Linked DNA regions of Oryctolagus cuniculus: region 2 is linked to region 1. A link is a contact called in public Micro-C data. All regions are on one chromosome and are shown on one strand. The core of a region is the stretch at or near the end of the contact, and the rest is flanking DNA. Distances in the headings are between cores, read along the strand shown.

Region 1 (4,074 bases), core at 1,190-3,689:
CTAATGTCCAACAGGAGCCCTGGCCATTGTGGCCTTTTGGGTAATGAACCAGTGGATAGAAAAGCTCTCTCTCCCTCTCTCCTCTTCCAGTCCAGCTCTCTGCTGTGGCCCAGGAAGGCAGTGGAGGATGGACCAAGTGCTTGGGCCCTGCACCCGCATGGAAGACCAGGAGGAAGCACCTGGCTCCTGGCTTCAATCGGCACAGCGTACCGGCAGTAGCAGCCATTTGGGGGGTGAACCAAGAGAAGCAAGACCTTTCTCTGTCTCTCTCCTCTCTCTGTCTAACTCTGCCTTTAAAAAAAAAAGAGAGAGAGAGAGAGAGAGAGAGAGAGAGAGAGAGATGGACTAAATTAATTATATAATAGATCAAAAACTGTTAACACGAGTACTTGTAGCTCTCTCTTTCCTCTGTCAGCTACAGAGAATTTCGTCTTGGGTGCACTCTCCCATCTCTCTCCCTAAAGGAACCATTCGACAGCTTTTGGACGTTGGTGATTCAATGCCATGAGAAGGGCTTTGTGGCGTCCAGATACGCTCAGGGATGAGGAAGACTATGGAAAAGGACAGATGGGGTATAGCTGGGAACACACGCGCTTCTCGCATGTGCAGGGACTGCGGGTGCAGAAAGTGAGCTCTTGTGAAATACTTGCTGGTTAATGATCTGCACTTCATTTAGATACTCTTCTGTGGCTGGCCTGCAGGAATCCAGGTTCCAAAACTGTTACATACGTGGAATAAAAGCCTCCACAATTATTAAAGGTAGTGAGGTAGAAAGCCTATGGCAAATGTAAGAAAGCAAGATGAAACCTTGCAGTAGGTTCCCACGTGTTTTAGAAGTTCACAGATTCACAAATGTGACTGCTTTCAACAGTTCCTGGAAAAGGAAATTAAAAGATAAATTTGGATCAAAAAATATTGAAACCCATAGTTTTCTTCATAATCTGCATTTTTCATGAATTTTTCAAAACCCCTCTAATTCTCTCAAAAAATTCTCATGGAGAGATGGTCATTTATTTTAAAAACATTTCCTAGATTTTAGGGCATTGCTGAAACTATAAAAGGCTGAGAATCAGAAATCTAAAAGATATTTTTAATATTTATTTTATTTATTTGAAAGAATTACAGAGAGAGAGAGAGAGAGAGAGAGAGAAATTGTCTATCGGCTGGTTCTCTCCCCAGATGGCTGCAGCTGGGCCAGGCCAAAGCCAGGAACCAAGAGCTTCATCCAGATCTCCCATGCGGGTGCAGGGCCCAAGCTCTTGGGCCATCCTCCACTGCTTTCCCAGGCCATTAGCAGGGAGCTGGATCAGAAGTGGAGCAGCAGGCACTCCAGTAAACTGGCGCCCTTACGGGATGCCGGCACTGCAGGCGGCAGCTTTATCAGCCACACCACAACGCCAGACCCCAAAGGACCTTTTTATTGCTGTTTTGGTAAATGGCGGCCAGGAGGTCGTCATGGGAGCCCTGGCGTCGACCTTAGAGGAAATCCCTGTATTTTCACGGCTGGTCCAGCAGGATGGACATCTCAGGGCTGAAGAAATGCGGAAGCAAGTTAGTAACTGAGGCAGAGCTGTGGACGGTAGGACCCGGAAGGCCACCTCCCTCACAGCACCGTAGGCGGCTGGGCTAATTCATGGCTGCAAACGGACAGCCTTTTCTCATTGTAAATTGGCCTTCACTCTTGGGAAAGATAGCCTTACTCTCATTTTAACTTTCAAATTGAAATGACTGTGGTGCAACTGAAAATTGAAGGGCGAATGTTACCAAAAATGCACAAAATAGGTGCAAAACTAAAACTATGCAAGTTCGCGCGCCTCTCCTTTTTCTTTGTGTTCCCTGCCTTCACTTAGAATTGGAAAGGAACTCTGGTTCCCAGCTCTGCACCAAACTTGAGGGTTTTCTCGCTCCCAGTTCGCGGCCAGGCGCTGCGTGGCCACCAGGGGACACGCTACCACCGCTTTTCCGAAAGCCGACGGCAGCGGGGTAAACAAAGACCAGGCGGCCGAGGGACACCGCCCGCCTCCGCGCTCCGCCTCTCGGGCTCCCCGAGCCCTGCGCGTCACTGCCCCGAACGCCGTTAGCTTGTGGCCGAGCCGAGATTCCTTTTGGGTGACTGGACTGGGGAGGAGAGTACGTATCGGGGCCGAAATAAACACATACTCTGCAGACATCAAAGCCATAAAATGTTGCACAACTCTAGCAGTCTCCTTGCAGGCCGCTTTCCAGAGGTTCAGCTGCCGGGGTCTGGGACACCCCAGCCCCACACCAGCGACCAGGGAACCCGCAGAGGAGGAGAGGGGCAGCCCCAGACCTGGGGAGGCCCCGGGGCGGCCCCGCCCCCGTCCCCGTCCCGGATAGGCCCCCGCTTCGCCACGTCCACACAGGCCCGCCCCCAGGAGGGGAGGAGCCGGCGACACCGCCTTCCTTCCTGACCTGCGCGCACAGCCCGCCGCCTTCGGCACCTGCTCTGTCTGTGGTCCGGCGCCAGCTCCTGAAATTGAGCCCGGGGAAGTGAAGCAACAGCCGCAGCGCCGAGCCCGGCGAGCCGAGTCCCCGGCGATGTCTGCAGCCCCACGCGGCGGCCCCGTGAGCGCGCGCGGCCGGTTGCTCGGCCTGCTCCTGCTGCTGCTGTGCCCGGCGCAGGTAAGCCTCGGCGCGGCCGCCGGGTGGGCTCTGAGGGACGTGTGACGCGGCCGGCAGTCGGGGTGGGCTGTGAGGGACGTGTGACGCGGCTGGCAGTCGCGGTGGGCGGCGGGTGCATCAGCGGCTCCGGCGGCCCTGAGCAAGTCGGTCTGCGGAGAGAGCCTCCGGAGGCGGCTCGGCGTCTCGTGCTTCTGCCCCCGGCCACGCTGTCTGCGCGGTGGTCTGGGAGAGGGTGGCAGCCGGGAGGGGCTTCCTGCGGGACCTGTGTTGAGCTCGCCTCAGCGGTCGGCAGCTGATTGCTCGATTTAAGATGTGGGATGAGGCAGGGTGAGAGGCAGGACCTTATCCTGAAGTTCTCCACGTACAGCAGCTCTGTATACGTCGTTTAGAAGACCCGACCCCTGTTTCCTCCTTCGGACCTGAGGCTGGGGGTGGAAGGGGAGCGACAGAAAGGAATCAGATTTCCTCCGGCGTCCCAGTGGAGCAGCCCGGGGGTCCTCCACACGGGTCAGCCTGGCAGTCCGGAGAGCGCTGGCTGGCTGCTCCTCACTGCGTTCTGGCCCCTGGGAAAGCGTTGAGTTTCCCCTTGTCACGATTAGCTCGCAGGAGAATGGAGCCTGGACTATGCGCGCCTCGCTGCCGCGTGGGTGGCTGCAGTTTTCTCTTCTCACGCTGCGGGCCAGGGAGGAGATGCCTGGGGACGTAGGGTCCCTTGCAGCAAGTCAGGATGAAAGAGTGGGCCTCCGGGAGTCCCGTGCCCATTAGCCCCGCCCCCTCAGGTGGGTGTGAGGGTGGTGAGTCAGAGGGGCGCACAGGTTACTAGCGTCTGCACACGCTGTCTTTCAAACTGCTGTACAGTTTCCAGAAGGGGACAGGTGATTCTGACCCGAGAGAGGGGTGTGTGTGTGTGTATGTGTGTTTGTTTACAGGTGTCGCTCTCAGCTGTGTGTGTTGTGATAGCGCACAGCTAGTATGGGAATGAACTTCAGGACACCTTCTTGGGAGGAAAGGCAGGTGCCTGGCTGGCACCTTGGGCTACACCACTCACTAGCTCTGTGACTTTGACTCTTTGCTCAAAGCCTCGGTTTCTGTTGCAGATAAACCTGGAAGTATTGGTTCCATTAAGTAGCATGGTAGATGAAGAGACCTTGTCACTTGGTTTAATGTACTCTAAAAGCTCAAGAGGTAGCCGTTAGGTCCCTTTGAGAAAATACAGCTCTTCATTTCCCCAGAGTTTAGATCAGGAGTAAGCAGCAGGCTTAAGTAGCTCGAACTTCTCTCTGAAATCCTTTGACCTCAAGGTAGTATCCACTGCTGATGGCCAGGGAGTGCCTCTCCTAGGACAGCTGGCATAGGTCAGAGGGTGGTTGTGAGTCTCTTGTAGAATCCTGGGGGCCCTTCAAGGTCTGAAATCCTCAGTGAAGGCTCCAC
Region 2 (4,486 bases), core at 422-2,921, 54 kb after region 1:
AGGAGTTCTGATTGGCTTCAGCTCCCTATTCTGAAAACCGAGGCCAGGGCTCTGGTGTAGCAGGTAAAGCCACTGCCTGCAGTGCTGGCATCCCACATGGGCACTAGTTTAAGTCCCGGCTGCGCCACTTCCGATCCAGCTCTCTGCGATAGCCTAGGAAAGCAGTAGAAGATGGCCCCAGTCCTTGGGCTCCTGCACCCGTGTGGGAGACCTTGAGGAGGCTCCTGGCTGGTGCGGCCAATTGGGGAGTGAACCAGAGAATAGTAGACCTCTCTGCCTCTCCTTCTCTATGTAACTCTGACCTTCAAATAATAAATAAATATTAAAAAAAAAAAAAAAAACTGTGCCAAGGAGACCAGGAAGCTGCTGCCCACCTTGTTTTCGGTGAATGGTGACAGCACGTGGGTGTACACGTCCGACTGGTCCACCACGGCCTGGGTCCGCACAGGCCTCTTGAGAAGTGGGTTGCGGCTCTGCCCTGCTTCTACAGCCTGAAACACAGGTCACAGGGGAACAGTGCCATTCACGGCTACCCCAGACAGACTGCACTCCTGTGTATTAGCCTGCCACGGAGAAGCCACTGGTTTCCCTAGGACCCTTCCCTGTGCTGGCCGGCGAAGCGCTCACAAGTCGTATGCTCCAGGGTGCGAGAATGGACAAGGCAGGCAAAAGTCACCCATCTCCCTCTCAGCCTCCTCACATTCTTCAGTTCCCTGCCTGGTTTTCTAACGCAGACCACGTGGCATCTGTTGCCCAAAAAAACACAGTGTTGTGCTGACGTTCCCTGAAGCCCTGAACCCGATAAATGAGCCTGGCTTAGCATGCGTCTGTCTGGGCTTTTCGATGGTACAGGTAGGGAGCTCTGCGAGAAGTCCTTGACGCTCACCTATCATTCCCAGGCACTCTAGGTTGGGGGGGCCTCTGTAGTAGCTATGGGGTGCAGCCTGAGAACCCATATTTCTAAGGGCTCCTGGTCACTGTACCTACATGCTGTGGGTAGTGAGGGCTTATGAAGCCCAAGGGCCGGGGCCTTAGTGGTAAAGCATCCCATGTGGGCGCTGATTCTAATACTGGCTGTTCCATTTCTGATCAAGCTCCCTGCTAATGTGCCTGGGAAAGCAGTGGATGATGGCCCAATGCTTGGGTCACTGCACCCAGGAAGAAGCTCCTGGTCTTGGCTCTGGGCTGGCCCAGCCCCAGCCAGTGAGGCCTTTTGGGGAGTGAACAAGTGGATGAAAGACTTGTGTCTCTCCTTCTCGTTCCATAACTCATTCAAATAAAGAAAGTCCAATGGCCAATGTAGGGGGCACACTGCTGTGTGGGGTCAGGTGCACGGTTGCCCACCGGCCAGCAGCAGGGCCAACAGCAGGGACTGGGAGGGCTCAGTCGGCCCTGGACGGTGACCACACGTGCCCCAGGCAACCCGGCCTGCTTCTGCTCCAGGAGTGGAGTCTGGAGCTTGTGTTTTTAAGACCACTTCCATTTTTAGCCTTCGAACTAAATTAGACCTTGAAGTGAAATAACTGCTTCCGCTTGTCCCCGACTTTTCTGCCCTCAGAAGACAGGACGTCTGAACAGCGGGCGCGATCTGGTGCAAGGAGCAGACACACGTCTCCAGCCCTTGCCCGCCGCCCAGTGCCGAACCCCACCAGCGCTGTCGACTGACAGACCGACAGCAGCCGAGGGCGAGTCTGCTCCTCGTACCCAGCGTTCCCTTGAGGGAAAGGATGGTGGTGAACCGACATCCTGCTTCTCACTTACTAACCCAGGCTAGCCTGGCAGAAAGACGCATGAAAGAACGCACAGCTGGGACTGGCTTTCTTGTCTACAGAACAGAGGGAGACCAAGGATCAAACAGATTTCGAAAGACAAAACCGGGGAAGACGCTCAGCGAGAGCTCAGCGAGATGACGCCGGGCAGGCCGCTGCTCGTCTCACCCCACCTCCATCCCCGCCCCCGCCCCCGCCCCCTCCCGCAGCCCAGCCTCATGACCCACTTACCATCATGTGACACTGCTCAGCATCCAAGTACTTCTTATACTCATGGTTGAGCTTATCAAAGACGGTGGCTATCACGGGCAGCGCGGCTCTGTCTGCCTCGCCCAGCACTGTGGAGGACACGAGGCACACGTCAGCCTGCCCGCCTTCCGCTCGCCCTTGGATTCCAACACTCCCAACACGCTGCCCAGTGCCCAGAAGGGGCCCGATGCGCACACACAGACAGCTGCCGGGATGCCCGTGTGCCTGCCACGCCCATGCCCCACGCCTGTGCTCCAGTGCACGGCCCCTGGGACCACCCAGCTGCGACCAGAGCCTCCGCAGGCATGGCTGGGGACAGCAGCCTTTCCACGGGGTTACACAGCCCATTCCTCAAGTACAGAACGAGCCTATCAAGTTCCTAACAACGAGGTGTGCTCTTTCAAAGAGATCGACTCGTGGAGAGGGCGTGACAGCGGCACGGCTGGCGCCGGGCGCGGGCTTCTGGCACTCACTCTGCGAGCAGACGGACAGGATGACCGCCTTGCACTCCTTCCTCTGCAGCAGGAAGTCCATGAGCCTCCCCTTGTCGGGCAGCAGATTCACTATGGGCTGCAGTTTCACTTGGAGGTTCCACAGGTAACCTGGGGTTCAGGGGCGGCAGTTAGTGTGATGCATCCCAGAGCAAAGGCCCAAACGTGCCTCCCCTGCATGGGGAGGAAAACCCTGCACAGCACGGTTCATGGTTTGTTCCTAACCCAGGCAGAGCCAGCACATTCAGGAACGTGTGTGACGACGGGAGGATTACCAGCTCCGCTGTGAAATCTGCACACTCGGCCGATCCCTTCCACGTGACCTGTGCGCTCGGAGGCTCCCTGAACGTGGGGGGCAGGAAGTCCTTGATTCCAAACGCTACCCTCCCCGCCCCCAACCCCCTTTGCAAGTAGAAACTGCTGCTGACATACAGCACCAGCGGTAGACTCACTTTCTCCTGCAAGGCTCCTTAATCTAAAGGGGAACCGAGAGGCGCCTGCTGGCACTCCCGAGCTCATCCATGGGCCAGTCCCTACAGAGTGCACACACACCGCTGTGCAGGCGGCTGGGGCTCGGCAGGGAAGGGCGCGCTCACACACAGCGATCTGCATGATCACGCTGTCTGCTCCCCCGAGCGGGCACAGGACACAGGGCTCCACCACAGCCAGCTGGCTACGCCTGGGGTCTACTTTGTCTAACGTGATGACAGTCCATCCCCTCCGACCCACCTTGGCTTGCACTGATGATGATGTCGGGCTGAAAGACGATCCAGGACGACGAATCTGCAGACTATAGGAAATCCTAAACCAGGATGAGACGAAAGCAAAGGCGAAGCCGGCTCTGGCCCCTGCCCGCCAGCCCCGTGGTGAGCCCAGCTTGGCCCACGGAGCCCGCTCGGCTAGACCGCCCTGAAGAGGGGGCAGCCACCCCCTGCCGTGCAAAGGATACAGAGTTTACAGGGGACTGGAGACTGGCTGGTCACGGCGGCGGGACCTGCAAATGACAAAAGCTGCGGCCAACGCCGGAGCCGGGGAGGCGCCCGGGAGACACTCCCTCAGCCGTGCGTGGCGAAGGAAGGAAGGAGCGAGCGTGTGCCTCACTGGTAACACCCGGTGAGGAACGAGGCAGGCGTCGAGAACCATCGCTGGGAAGGTCCCCGTTGCGGGGAGCATAGCACGGCATGGCTGTAAGAGCCAGAGTTCTTAAGCTTTGATGTCCTCCACACACACAAACGACTGAGAAATGACTCAACGTTCAAGCACGCAGACGATTCACGGAGAAAGTTTCAGATCAGCGTTTCAGTGGTTTGCGGCTCACTTATCTCAAGAACTAAGCAGAGTGGGGCTGCCTCCGAGAGCCCCCTGGGGAGCAGGCTGTGAAGGGGGCGGGGAGGGACCAGGCATCTTGCACCCGTGCTGTGCAGGCAGGCTAGGCAGGCCCAGTCCGAGACAGCAGAGGTGGGCTTTTGGACAGACCACCTGGGGAATCACGGACGAGCCCAGGCACTCTGGGCGGGAGGCAGGATCGGGCCGAGCCGACAGCCCTTGGTTCTGCTGCCTGTCGCGCTGACCCACAGGCTCGCAGGGGAATCCCCCAGGTGACCCCAACATGGAGGCAGAGTGACAACCACGGCTCTAATGAGCCCAAAGCACAGGCTGCAGCGGCCTGCAGTCAGCCACACACACCGCAGCCAGCCCCTCACTTCCAAGGGTGCACGGCAGCCACACCCCCTGAGCCCTGAGCCCCTCCCCTCTGAGGATGCAGGACAGCCACACTCCCCGAGCCCCTCACCTCCGAGGGTGCACGGCAGCCACACCCCCTGAGCCCCGGAAAGCAATGGACTTGGAATTCTTCCTGAGGGTTCTGCCCAGACTGTTATCCTGACCATGCCTGGCACTCTTCCTTTTCAAGAATGACTGACTTATTTATTTGAAAGGCAGAGTAACAGAGAGGAAGAGACAGACTGATCTTCATTC

Evidence for each region. A called contact is a pair of places that touch in the nucleus more often than the background predicts.
Region 2: a Micro-C map of ear pinna shows a contact between it and region 1, with 4 times the contacts expected there. The contact joins the enhancer-like site here to the promoter of NPC1 in region 1. A contact is called at or near these places in 5 of 6 Hi-C or Micro-C datasets (ear pinna, embryonic fibroblasts, psoas muscle and 2 more).

The regions. Positions count from the first base shown.
Region 1 is chr10:54,191,448-54,195,521 of mOryCun1.1, forward strand. It overlaps NPC1 (NPC intracellular cholesterol transporter 1), which reads left to right and starts at 2,440. Exons shown (of 25, transcript NM_001082071.1): 1 at 2,440-2,643. The coding sequence starts at 2,560.
Region 2 is chr10:54,245,975-54,250,460 of mOryCun1.1, forward strand. RMC1 (regulator of MON1-CCZ1) reads right to left here. Exons shown (of 20, transcript XM_051851338.2): 11 at 3,459-3,503; 12 at 3,239-3,292; 13 at 2,492-2,620; 14 at 2,001-2,107; 15 at 375-491. Among named protein-coding and RNA genes, the nearest start is that of RMC1, 16 kb to the right of the region's middle. Within about 2 kb of position 1,672, at least 1 of the 8 cell types and tissues checked has an H3K27ac peak or open chromatin away from gene starts, as enhancers often do. A contact at or near this core is called in ear pinna, where this site is marked.